Linked DNA regions of Zea mays: regions 2 and 3 are each linked to region 1. A link is a contact called in public Hi-C data. All regions are on one chromosome and are shown on one strand. The core of a region is the stretch at or near the end of the contact, and the rest is flanking DNA. Distances in the headings are between cores, read along the strand shown. Region 1 holds the start of LOC100384853. Region 2 holds the start of LOC103640776 (transcription repressor OFP8). Region 3 has its middle 79 kb from the start of LOC103640777.

Region 1 (4,392 bases), core at 588-3,087:
CAAAGCCCAGTCCTTCGTCGCGGGGTGAGTCCTTGTCAGTCCAGGTCAGCTAGCGTTTCGCTTTTGGGATCCTGGTTCATCCGTCGGTAAAATCCAGCCGCGTTTTGCAGCTGGGAAAGCACTTGCTCTGTCAGCACAGCTCAACAGTCAGCCAGCACCTCCACACGCGAGAGTCTCTTTCAGAATCCCTGCCTTTCTGTTCTCAGACGAGCTCTGGAGTCAGTTAAAAAAAGCGTCGGCTGCGCGGTTTTTGGGTAAAATACTAGGGGATGTTTCCATCTTCCAAGTGGGGGAGGAATGTGATTCTAATAATCAAATGCCATTTAGTAAACTGCTCCATGTGCAGACGGTTAGTAAAGCAATGGTTTAGTTTGTGTTCTGGAATTATATTACTTTCTCCGCCCAATGGAAGGGTCCTGGATTTGACAGGGAGTAGGCGCAAAGAGATGACGAAGCGGATAAGATAGCCCCATTGACGCGGCACTGACACGTGACAGGGTGTGGTGCCGCCAACTACGGATTGCTCACTCACGCACGCATGTCATGTACGTACAGGATAATCGACGTCGATCGTGACTCGCATGTCGCATGGTGTAGTATAGTAACAACAGCACGAGGACATAAAAATAAAGGTCGCGTAGACAGGCTGAGACCAGCTAGCTGGGAGTGGAACGTGCCAGTCAACCTGACGCCTGACACCCCCCGTACGTCACTTGCACACAACATCTGCAATGTTTTTCGCCCTGGACGACCTGGCAAGGCCTGCCTGCGCCATCCACTCTCTCGGTTACTCATCCGGCGGCCTTAACGTTTCTTGGGTCCTGCGCGTCATCAAGCAACTGCAACAGTTTAGGACAAATCCCCCATCCCACCTTTTCGGTTTGTTTGAAAACTCAAAGGAAAGGTGAGATTGAGATGGAAATATCCGATATCTAAATTACTTGAGTTTCTAAACTAACGGTAGCTAGACCTCTCCTCGTCACCGCCCAAGTATGCCTAATAGTGAGCTAATCCTAAGTCCAAGCTCAAACCCACGCAGCCCCCCCCGACAAAATGGGTTAAGTTTCCTGGCTCTCGCTGCTGCTTTGGACCTGTTCAAATGTTAGATCGGATTGAGTTTGGTGGATTAAGGTTAGGCAATGGACCGTTTGGCACGACCCGCGCCCGTCCGTGCATAGAGGGACACAGGTCAGGTTGGTCCGTGTCTCTCTATTGATCAGTTTGAGTCCGTTTTTTCCTGTTAAGTCGAGTTTTTTTAGCTTTCATTTGAGTTATTTTTTTTTGCTCTGGATCGGGTTGGGTCGTCTTTTAAGTCTCACGGCTTGTACTTGTCTGTCGATTGCTATTGGCAAAAAAACTATAGTTCATACCCGATTATTGAAAAACTATAGTTCATACCCAATTATTGTATTAGTTGGATCGAGTCAATTTTTTCAGTATGGACTGAATCGGTCAGGTAAGATGACTCATGCTTAGATCAACCACTCGCTCTCATACACCACACTTCCTCACAACAAATTGTTTCCCGTCCATCGGCCACGCGACCGAGCCATGTAGTCTCCGACGCTAGTGGTGTACCGCGTACCGGTATCACACGTGTGGATGACGACCACGGGGATGCTATTCTGCGCTCTAAATCATTAATAGTAGGCTATATCTCATCTATTTCAATATTCACTCTCTAAATAGTGATTTTTATAGTGTAAAACCATGTTTTACTCCACCGCCAATGAACTAAAATAACTCCCATGTCAAATAAAAAAATTGAGCACCAAACGACTGCCCCCACGGGTAACTTTCATCCTCGCGGCCCCAATAGCAGGCCTAGAGCCTACGGCCCAGCGGCATCGCGGCGGGAAAACGAGGTGCTTTTCCCGCCAAGGCGCCCCTAAGCCCCACCGCCCCAGTCTTCGCTCCGGCCGCCCTTCCCCTTCCTCCCCAACACTCTCATCCCCGCAACAACCGCCTACCGGCCCGCGCGCGCTGTAGTCTCCGGCAGACACCAACAAGGCTCGTCACTCCCCTACCTCCCTCGGTACTCGCTCCGTCTCTCGTCTCTCGCTCGCGCATCGGCTGGGGGCACGGAGAACGGGAGGCGCGGAAGGTCAGAAGCGGCGGCCGGCGGCGCATCGGCCTCGCCCAGGCCTAGTCCCGCACGGTGCTCGGTCCTTCTCCGATTCTCCCACAGCCTCGCCCCCTCGCCCCTGCGCCCCTGCGCCCCTGCGCGTCCAGCGCCCCAACCCCAGCGGCCTGCGGCACTGATCCACAGTCCACAGACCCGGACACCGGCCGGGCGAGGATCCGCTGACCACGCAGCCTCCAACGCCGCATGGAGATCGTGCGCTCCCAGAGGCAGGTCGCCGCCGCAGCCAGTGGCGGCGGCGGCGGCGGCGCGGGGGCCCTGCCGACCTACAAGGCGGCGCCGCAGCTCGAGGTGCGGCTGGAGGAGTTCGAGCTCTTCGCCATCGACCGCCTCCGAGGTGCGGCTTCTTCCTGGCGAGAGAAATGCTTCCCGATCCCGCGTGGCTTCCTTCCGTTACTTCCCAGATCTTGCTAACTCGTTTCATTGCGTGCGCTGGTAACGAGCAGTTCTCAAGGGGATTTCGGATGGACTCTCGCGTGGGAAGAGGCCGGAGGAGATGGAGAAACTGGTGAGCGATTATCGCCTTTGCCGTTCATGGTCTTGGGGCCTTGGGGGGATGCAGGAGGGAACTATATTTGGAGCATATTTCTGCCTAAAATTTGGGTTTTGCCATCAGGAGTAGGCGAATGTTTCAGTGGTTTCAGTCTTGTGTATGTATTTGAAGGATCAACCTCTTTGTATGGTTTTGATTTCGCTAGAGAATATTAAGAGTGGCTAACTTAGGCCCCTTTGGATGTTAGTCTATTTTTTGTAGCTAGAATTGTTGCTTTCTCCTCAGAATCATACTGAATTAAGATAAACATGGAAGGTTTTGCAACCCTAGTTATGGACTCTATCGCATTCTGGCATTGCTCTAACTTTTGTTTTAAATAGAAATGTCTTGTTCTGTTCTGCACTTCAGGTCAGTGAATTGTGGAAGACACACATGAGGCACCAGGATCCAGCAGAGAATTTGAACAAGGATATAATATCGCACTTTGTGCTCCGTCTAGTCTACTGCAGAACGTAAGATTAATATTCATATGTTTATATTCGCTACATATATTAGCTACGGTTGTTCACTTGTGGTTCTTTTGACCAACTCACCAGAAAGCTGTATTTGATACGACACACAGGGAAGAATTGCGGAAGTGGTTTCTCTCCATGGAGACTACACTTTTTCGGTATCGCTTTCGGCTTGAGAGTCCTGAAACACAGGTGACTTCCTATCCATTTACCATAGAACTGACAAAGGAAAATAATATGCATTTATGCTTTAACTGTTGCTTGTTGCACATCATCTGTTTCAGAGGATGCTTATGACTGAGTTTCAATTGCCGTATAAAGCACTGCCATACTCAGAGTTTGAGGTATAGACTTTGGCCTCTAATAGAACTGCTGAGGACTTGGATCTTCATGCTTAACACTGTACAACTGCAGTTTTTGGCCTTTTCCTGTTTGCTTCGTGAAGTGATTTTTGTTTTCATGTTTTAGGCTGTGAAAGACAAATTGAGCCAAGTTGCACGTTCCATTGGTCAATCTGCCAGTGGTATGCATAATTTGATATTGCCACTGTCTTCGCTCAATTTATTGCAGAATGCTGTTCCAACTGGTTGTTAGTATCAGTTATAGAATAGGATGCTTCTCCATGATTTGTATTTTTGTGCATCATGTAAGCAGTTATTGTAAGGTAGTTTTTTATTTTTGCTATGTTGTTTCCCAAAGTCAGCTGGGCAGCTCAAAACTTTGTAATTAAAGCAGGTTGTGTGCAGTTGAAGAACCAGTAAATTCCTCAGTTTTCTAAAAAAGCCTAAGCAGTTAGCATACTGAAACAGCAGAGTTACCATTGTGACTGAACTTCAGGTTAAAGGGAATGTATTGCAATTTGCAATGTATAGAACAACGAATAGAAACATTTACTGTTTCAAACCTTGTCATCGATTTTTTTTCTGTTTTTGCTTTCATTATCTTCTTTTGTCTTCTTTTACCAGAAACTAACTTCATTCTGTGCCTTTCCATTTTTGGCAGTTGAGCATGTGTTCTTCAAGGTATGTACACTTGCATGTTTTAGCTCTTTATCCCTTTTCCATAAATCTTCTGTGCAAAAATTAATTCCAAGTAAAACATATTGTAATCCAATTAAGGTACCTTTCGAAGAAGTTCCTGATCTTGTTGCTGGCCGTCGGGTATTTCTTTCAAAAGGCTATGCTTATGTGGCCATGAGCCAGGTTTGCCGTTAACGTGAGAATAAAAATTTCAATTGTTGTTTT
Region 2 (4,392 bases), core at 539-3,038, 240 kb before region 1:
GTGCAGGGGTACTGATTTATTACCTCGAGCCTGTTTAAACAATTGGCCAGTAGTCCACCAGTACGGTGACCATGCGGGGGTTTTTTTTAAAAAAAAAAAAACTGCATTTACCTCAGTAAATACAGTACCATTGAACTATATACTACTACGGTACTACCTCTCGGTAAAAACAGTAATGGTGTTCCATGTACTAGCGATATTCATAGGCACAAGTGACAATACGTAGCAATGCCATGGGGTGTGAGCAAGAAACGCGTCTCAAATCTTCATTACTAGTAGCAGCTTAGCTACAAGCACAAGTAGACACAAAGCAGACCTGCTTCTAAATCTCTCACACAGCTAACTACCACTTCTTCGTGGACACGGCCTTCATCCAAAACGAAAGGCCAGCCGAACACACACTCACACACACACTGCTATGCTGCTTGCTCCTGCGAGACATACAGTAGGTAGGAACAGCGAGAAGCTAGCTAGCAAACAGAGCAAGGAAGAAACCCAAGAAAAAGACGAGCTCGCAAAGCACACACTACGGCTACGGCTACGCTACAAGGACGACCTGGACGGTGGACACCTGGTCGTACTGGTACTGGACAATGGACATACACACACTGATGACACCTGGTGAAGCTAACAGTAATAAGGTGGTGGTTTAATCTCTCCTTCACGAGATCCTATCACCACCCGGTGGCAGAGGGGCAGAGGCGGCGGCGGCGGCGGACATGACCACCGTCCACCCCTGCAGCAGGTGGAGCCCGGCCGCCGGGTGGTGCCAGGATCTCGGGACCAGAAGACGGAGCCCAGCCAGGCCACCCGTGTTTATTTATTTATTTATTTTTCAGTAGTGGTAGTGGTAGTCGTAGTCGTAGGCGGCGGCGTGGTACGGCGGGGCCGCGGTGGTGAGCTGCGCGCAGACCTCGGCGAAGGCGGCGAGGATGGCGGCGTGGTGGCGGGGCGCGTTGAGCGCGAGCAGGCGGCGGAGCATGCAGCGCAGGTCGTCCCAGCCGCACAGCCCCATCTCCAGGACCATCTGCGTCATGCTCTCCCGGAAGTCGGCGCGCGGGTCGGAGGACTCCTTCTCCACGGCCACGCCCCCAACGCCGCCCTCTGCTGCGGCGGCGTCCGCGTCCGCGTCCGCCGCCGCGCCCGCGCCCGGGCCGCCCATCTTCTCGTACCGCTTCTTCCTCCTGCTGCCCTGGTGGTGGTGGTGGTGGTGGCCCTGCAGCTGCTGCCTCCTCCTCCCCGCCGCCGCTGCTGGCGGCTTGTCGGCGGCCGACGCCAGGTGCTTGGTGGTGGTGGGGTGGTGGGTGTAGGAGGAGTCGTAGTTGGAGTGGGAGGAGTGGGTGGTGGTGAAGGTGGTGGCGGAGGAGGAGGCGGTGGAGGCGGCCGAGGACGGGAAGAAGCCCGAGGAGGAGCGCGAGCTGCTGCGCGGCGGCGGCGGCGGCTGCGGCGGCTTTGGGGACGGGCGGAGGAAGGACGGCAGCTGGCTCAGCAGCCTGGTTGTGGCCCGGCGCGGGCGGCAGCCGCACCCGGCGTCCACCACCGCCACGTGCCGCCACCGCCCCACCGGGAACTGCTGCAGGCTCCCGCTCCCGCCCCGCCGCGCCCTGGACGACGACGACGACGACATGGTGCTGGGGATGGTGCGGGAGGGAGGAGCTGTAGGCTATAGCTGCGTGCGTAGCTGGACGGGACGACGACGCCTAGGCCTAGCTTCCGCTGCTGTCCATGTGTGTGGCTTTTGGGTGGATGGATGGATGGATGGAACGGGGGAATGGACGGTGGCAAAGAGGCAGAGGCAGGAGTGGACGCCGCCGCCGTTTTATACGCGCGCGAGGCGAGAGCGAGATCTGGGTGACAGTGACACTGACACGAGACGGGCGGGAGTGGACCGGTGGAGTGAGTGGGGTCGCTCGAGTGGGCCACGTGATATAATAAGCAGTACTACTGGTCCGTAATGCGCACAGCTGGCGGGGTTGTCTTGTCCTCCGCGGGAGCCGGGAGAGCAGCAGAGGCAGGCACTCTCGTCTCGATCTCGACTCGCTCGCTGCCTGGCCTGGCCTGGCGCTCATCATTCCGTTCCCCTGCGCCGTGTCTCCGATCCATGGTGTTGACTTTGACCGTCCTTGCTGTTTGCTCCCGCCAGCACCGAGAGCGGACAGCGGACGTGGGATGGGAGCGCTCCTCTACCACCAGTCCACCACTACTCTAGTGGCAGTGGAAAGTCTGGCACGGACGTGGTTGGAGGTTGGAGCAGCAGCGAGCGTACATGGAATCATGGATGGAGCTCGAAAGCTGTACATCAGATTGAAACTGAACTGAGTGGAAGCGTACAGCTACCAGTACATCTCACGAGTACTAGTAGACAGGAGACGTGTGGTCCTCATGTCAGCAAAGCGAACTCTCTGAGATGTATACATATACATACGTACGTCAGCGGCGGAACCGAGTTCGTTTCAACTGGCAACTGCAACGTTTGTTGGTGATCCATCCGGCGCAAAAGGACGGAGCTGACCCTATTAGCTCAGCAAGCTTTGCTCGTCGTCTATCTTGTCTTATCCCAATAACATAAATAAATAAATACATAAATTTTTTTATTGGGTCACTTGAGCGAGAGCCAAGGCCGAATTCCGCGGCGGCCCGGGTGGGTCGGGTCGGGTCGTCCCCTGCGCTGCGCTAGCTCCCGGTCTCCCGATCGCTGGCCTTCCCCTGATCCCCTCCACGCCCGCGCCGCCGGCGCACGAAAGCAGTAGGGACAGTATTACCCCATCCGGGCTGCGGTGCGTGGAAAGGCGAACGAAAGCTGAGGTAGCCCTCCGCCCACCGACCACCGGCAAAAGCAGAGCCCTAGCTAGCTAGCTAGGCGTCGGCGTGCCGGTCCCGGTCGGAGACAGAGCTAGACCGAGCTCGCTCGCTCGCTAGCCTTTTCCCACGCTCGTGCCGTGCCCGTGTCCGTGCCCGTGCCCGTGCCCGTGGTGTGCCGCCAATGATCACCATGCGGTGCGACGCCGCCACACCCTTTGCAACGTCCTCTACGTACGGCGTATAAGAACTCGTCCCGTCCAGGGATCGTACCGTACGTACCTGCTTTTTCTGCTTGCTTCGCTGCTGCTGCTGCTGTGCTGCCATGGTGCCATGTGTGCAGACATCTGTACCATGCAAATATGTATACGACTATACGTCTATACGTCCGTCCCCGTGCACGCGTGACGCGTCAGTGTCGTTTTATAGATCGGCTTTGTGCGTGTCCGCACTGCACTCTCCGCAGTTGGCCTCGATCTCCTCCTCATGTTCCTCACCAGTCACACCACACCTCCGAATCCGCGCGCGCGCTCGTAAGAAAAAAAAAGGTCACTGCTACGTGCTTTCAGCTACTACGCTAAAACTTGCTTCGTTCTTCGACTCGTGGGCGTAAGCGTAATCATCGAAAGCGCGCGGTTAACCGTCACCAGCTTTCGCTCCACGCGACTAGGAGTAGAGATGGCAACGGGGACCCGATCCCCGATTCCCCGTGGGGAATTTCTCTATTAGGGAATGGGATGAGAAAGTTTCTTCCCCCACGGGGATGTAAACGGGAGAATATTCTTCCCCGACGGGTAAACGGGGACGGGGATGGAGAAGCATTCCCCATCCCCATTCCCCGCAGGGACCCGTTAAAATTACATATGACAATATTTTTATATAATAGTTAATGATAAAAATAAAGAATTACCTGGTCAATAGATCACCCGTGGTACAAATACATTGATTTTAATGCGCACATAATGATTTTTACATCTAACAATGTGTATAAATGATAATGTTTTACATTAATAACAAATGAAGTACGATTAAATTATAATTAAAGCGGGGATGGGGATATCCCCACGGGGAATGGGAATGGGGAAGAAATGTCCTCCGCAAGCGTTCGTGGGGATCCCTGTGGGGAAATTTTTTGTCACAAGGATGGGTTTGGGGAGCTAAAACCCGATGGGGAATTCTCTGTTGCCATCCCTAACCAGGAGTGCCTGAGGAGACCTCAGCACGCTGTCTGCTTAGGGATGGCAATGATATGATTTATCAGCGTACCCGCGGATAAAAAACCCGTTGGGCACGGTTTTGGATACGAGTTTGTACCCATGGATATGGATATGGGTAGCACTTGATATCCGTGGATATTTTTTAAACGGGTACGAAAAATCAATATCCATACCCAAATACCCGAATATCCGTTAAAATATCTTATACTCTCATCCCACAAGGGGCAGGCTTTTAAGTGACCATCGCAGTCGTCTCACTCCTAAAATGGTGGAAGCTTTGATGTGCAGTTAAAGTTGGCTTCGTCACACTCTTAAAGGTGAACTTTTCTTCGTTTTTCCAATATGTTATATTTGAAGTATATAGATACTAATGTGC
Region 3 (4,392 bases), core at 1,206-3,705, 140 kb before region 1:
ATTCGTCTTCCAGTGCATGGACATGGACCCGTTTTTCTCCATACGCGATCATACGCTAGCAGAGCAGCGAATAAGCAAGTCCATCCGCATGCAGACGGGAGACGAGGGGGGGAACCAAGGTCGCGCGCGCCGCGTTCCTGGATGTCCTGCCGGCGGGGAGCACGTCGATGCCCTGCTCGCCTGATCACGCTGTTGCGCTGTCGACCGATCGACCGACGAGGGAAACTTTTCGCTGCGTGCAGCAGGAGCAGCACCACCCACCCACGCCAATCACCGATGTGGGGGGTCTGTCTGGATCTCCTCCGGATGTCGACGGCGCATGCGTGTCGCCGCCGGCCCGGAATACAGTCGCTAGGCGAGCAAGATAGCCTTTTTACTAGCCGTTGGGCATGCCGGATCAGCTAGCGGTGCAGTGTGCTCATTACCGGGGCACGTGTTGTATGCCTCTGCGCAGCAGGCTGCAGAGGTTTTGTTCGCCCGCCCTGTGTGCTACGCCGCGATGAGCGTTGAGCTGCTTGCGACGAGCGAGTTCAGGTTGGAATTCGCTACCAGTGCAGGTGCTCACCGATTACGTACTGAGCTGATCGAGCAGCAGCAGTGAACATCCACACACGCTAGCCGATAGGCTCTCGGTCCTCTTGAGAGCTGTGTGGGGGACTGGGGGGTATCGTACTATCTACGGCTACTATGGGTGAACCGACGGATGCGAATTGAATCCTCGTCTGCGCAGCTGCCCCCGCCGTGCACAGGGGCAAGGCTCTTGACTCTCTCTGGCAGCGCCGCGGCACAGTTCAAGCAGAGAGATATAATGCACAGCATCGGCTAGTAGTACCCTGCTAGCCGATGCGTGCCCGGCCGGCCGGCCGAGTGGCCTGCTGGCAAAGCGGAAATCATGGCGTTTCCCCTTGCCGTGCCTCAGGTGACTAGGTGAGCCTACAAGCCAAGAGCAGGCGAGCAGCCATGGCTGGATGCTCCTGTCCTGCGTCGGTCGCTGCACTGCACCACCTCGCCTGCACGCGCACGCACGGCACGGGAAAGGGGGAGGGCATGATGAGGGAAAGCCGGCCGGAAAGGAGTCCTCGATCGAGTTTGGGCTGCAGTGAAAGAAGAAAAAAAAATTGTCCACGGATTCGGCCTGGGCCGCCCGCCCTGACGCCCTGTTTATGAGCTTGGCTGCTTGGGCACCACTGACAGGCATTTGCTGCACTGTGACGAGCAGTACCCCCTGCTGCTGCTGCTACCACCACCAGCATTTACCCTGCTGCTGGCGATGGCGAGTGTACACGGTGAAGAGCAAGTGCATTTCACCTCTCTCAACTACCGCGTCTCTGCCACAGATCGGAGTTTGATGCGTCCACGTCCAGCTATAGGCAGCTGTGTGCTAGTAGTGTACGAGTAGGCAGGCACGAATTCAACCCTTGTCTGTTGTTCGCCCCCCTGCTTCTGAAGCTGCATGGCTTTCCTGCATTTCCACCCCCGGCTCTCCAGAGGTCATCAGAGCCTGAGAGCAGGCGATAAGACTCCTCGCTCCGCACCTGGACGACGTGGACGATGCACATGCACATGCACGGGGCGTGGCCTCTAGCGCGCTCGGAACCAGCGAGGAGCGATGGAGATCGTACTGAAGAGTGCGTGCGTGTGATACGATCATACGAGGAGAGGGGGTCAATTACTTCCGTGTGGTCACGTCGTCACTGCGCCATCTCCCAAGATGAGCGCGCGCCATGAAAGTGATGAGAGGGAGAGCACGGAGGAGTTACTGTGCTTCACGCCGGAGCTGAGCTGTTGAATGCCAGCTGCCGACCGGCACAGCACACAGGAGCAGCGGGCCGGGGGGGAGCTCTTAAACGCCGGGATTCATGGCGAACCTAGCCGATGTGACCTCACGGGTTTACTGCCGGCGGTACGGCGTAGCTAAGCTACGCTACACGGATTTGGATTGGATTCGGTGCAAGCTCGGATTGTTGGATCGGACTCTCTCAGATGAAAATCAATCAACCATCCTCCCTGCGAGTTGCGTTGGCGCCTGCAGCGGTAGATGGCGTCAATGCATGTGCGCTGGCCGCTGTGCAGGGCTACTCTAGCTCTCTGCTGAGATCTTGTTTTCCTAGTTCATGCCGTATGCAATACTTTTGCATACACCGTACAGCACGTCTGTACAGTACTGTGCTGTGTACCGGCTCAACGACTGTTGCCCTCTCTATCTCTCTCACTCTCTAAGCCCTACTGCATCTCTGCATGTTTGGCCAATGCTGTCGACACTCCGACGATGTCAAACGTTTAAGAGTAGACGAAACGGGCCCAGATCTAGATAAATGGGCTAGGAGCCCACGTAGAGTTGTGCGTGCTGGCTGTGTGTGTGGGAAAGAAAAATAGGGCTGGGATAAGGAGCCGAGAGAAGGCCGTAACCGTAACTGACTTAAACCGGCCCGGCCCCATGGAACGAGTTGGCAGTTGACAAAGCTGTCTGGGGATCTGGGCTCCAAGCGTGACGTGTGGGCCCTACGCTTCGTGATGCGTTGCGCACTTGCGCTTCCCGAGTCTCTCGGGTAGTCGGGTCGGGTGGGTGGGATGCGGGAAGATGGCCGTGGGTGCTTTCGAATTGGAGCCTGCCTAGCTGGACTGCTGGACAATAGAATTGTCGAATCGAATAGGGAGGCATGTGCAGTGCACGTCAAATCGGCAACGGACACACGAGACTACGAGAGGACGCGCTTTTCTGCAGCTGGTAGACAGACCCAGCTGATTGATGGTTGGTAGAGAAAGAGAGCTGGTGAGCTGATAAGCGCCTAATGTGAAGGCCTAAACCCTGTTGAGAACTACGTTACCACGTATCACTAGATTCGCTCCCTTTCCTCCCGTCAGCAGTAGAGGCGCGAGAAGATGTGGAAGACCCGTCTCCCTACCCAGAATCACGATAGAGAGCACACGAGATACATGATGTAGGGTTGGGTCTCTGGCCTCTTTCTCTTCTCTGTATTATGAGGAGGTGTACATGTTCCTTATATAGTGATGTGAGACCCCTCAGGGGCAAAGCCGATATTTGTCCACATAACCCTAACTAGAGTTACTTAACACTCCCCCTTTGGCGAATACCGCGACCAACACATGCCTCGTTAAAACTCCGAAAAACCCAGTGGTAAAAACGTGGAGAAAGAGTGCATGGTAATACAAATTGCATTTGCACTTTGTTGCCTCATTAAAAACCCCATGTGAGAAACTTCAAGAAAACTCACTAAGGGAAAAAGAGTACAACAACTGTCATCGGGACAGATTTCGATCCTTTCGGATCTAGATTCTATCGAATCTTCTACAAGGGCTAACTTTAGAAATGTGCTCCCCTGATCCTTGCAAAACTATATCAATAAGGCAAAACATCTTCTTCTCGAAGTATATGCACATAAATATTTAGCAAACGGATTGCATATCCTTGTAAGGACTATTTCAGGAACTTTACCTCTACTCACTTCTAGGATATACGAGGTAAGTGCACGTATCAATATAAATAAGCCACTTTGACTGATGGTGTTCGATCGACTAGATCTATATATTTGATAGAAAGTTCCATAAAGGTTCACATATTGATCATCAAGCTCACGCCTTCAGGGCATAGAATATGACATTTATTGTCTCACGATTGTGATCAATATAAACATTCGCTCCCCCTGACAATGACATCTGTCAAAGTCGTTATCCCTCGTAACTCAAGCATATTCTTCAAGATATATGTCTCATTGTTCATCTGGAATAACGAGAATCGATGAGGTTGGGGTGCTATCATTTTCTATCTTACACCACAATTTATACATCGTTGTGCAAAGCAAATAACATGTCCTTCAATAGGACTTAGGGGATAATATAGTTGCAATAGTACATATTCTAAATATGACACATCGCTCCAGGCGTTCATCCTTTGCAACATCTATGATGGTGTAACAAAAGTCCATCAAAGATCGTAATCCATCAGGGATTTTTCATCGATCAGATATATCGTTATAGTCTGTCATTCTGGCACAATGGGAATATTTTGCCAGTAACACATAAACCTTATAGGTTTCTGCCATCGTGGCTTTAGAGGATACCGTAATTCCACATCTAGTGGAAAATACCATGAGTAAAGATCGTGGAATGCACATGTGCTTATTCGGTAAACTTCAAGTCCTTTGGTACCTCATCTTATTCCTTTTCGGGTCTGCATGGGTCTTTATCCCTTTATAGGGATTATCAAACTTTGGTGTTTAACACAGACTTTATTTCTTCTGGAAAGGTTCCATCAAGGAACTATAATCTCAACTAGGAGATATTCTCTCTATATATGAGAGTGCTCATTCGTCAGGAATGTATTATTCGGTACGAGATTTATATGTTGCATATTTATAATTCAAAGATATG

What was found. A called contact is a pair of places that touch in the nucleus more often than the background predicts.
Region 2: a contact with region 1 is called in a Hi-C map of bundle sheath, with 2.6 times the contacts expected there. The contact joins the promoter of LOC103640776 here to the promoter of LOC100384853 in region 1. A contact is called at or near these places in 6 of 25 Hi-C or Micro-C datasets (bundle sheath, ear, endosperm and 3 more).
Region 3: a contact with region 1 is called in a Hi-C map of bundle sheath, with 3 times the contacts expected there. The contact joins the enhancer-like site here to the promoter of LOC100384853 in region 1. A contact is called at or near these places in 3 of 25 Hi-C or Micro-C datasets (bundle sheath, leaf and root tip).

Annotation. Positions count from the first base shown.
Region 1 is chr10:6,252,794-6,257,185 of Zm-B73-REFERENCE-NAM-5.0, forward strand. It overlaps LOC100384853, which reads left to right and starts at 1,838. Exons shown (of 20, transcript NM_001362566.1): 1 at 1,838-2,480; 2 at 2,590-2,651; 3 at 3,045-3,148; 4 at 3,259-3,340; 5 at 3,433-3,492; 6 at 3,617-3,671; 7 at 4,151-4,170; 8 at 4,267-4,350. The coding sequence starts at 2,330.
Region 2 is chr10:6,009,718-6,014,109 of Zm-B73-REFERENCE-NAM-5.0, forward strand. LOC103640776 (transcription repressor OFP8) reads right to left here and starts at 1,789. Exons shown (of 1, transcript NM_001364035.1): 1 at 242-1,789. The coding sequence starts at 1,627. The coding sequence ends at 836.
Region 3 is chr10:6,115,971-6,120,362 of Zm-B73-REFERENCE-NAM-5.0, forward strand. No RefSeq gene overlaps it. Among protein-coding and RNA genes, the nearest start is that of LOC103640777, 79 kb to the right of the region's middle. Within about 2 kb of position 2,456, at least 18 of the 20 cell types and tissues checked have an H3K27ac peak or open chromatin away from gene starts, as enhancers often do. A contact at or near this core is called in bundle sheath, leaf and root tip, where this site is marked.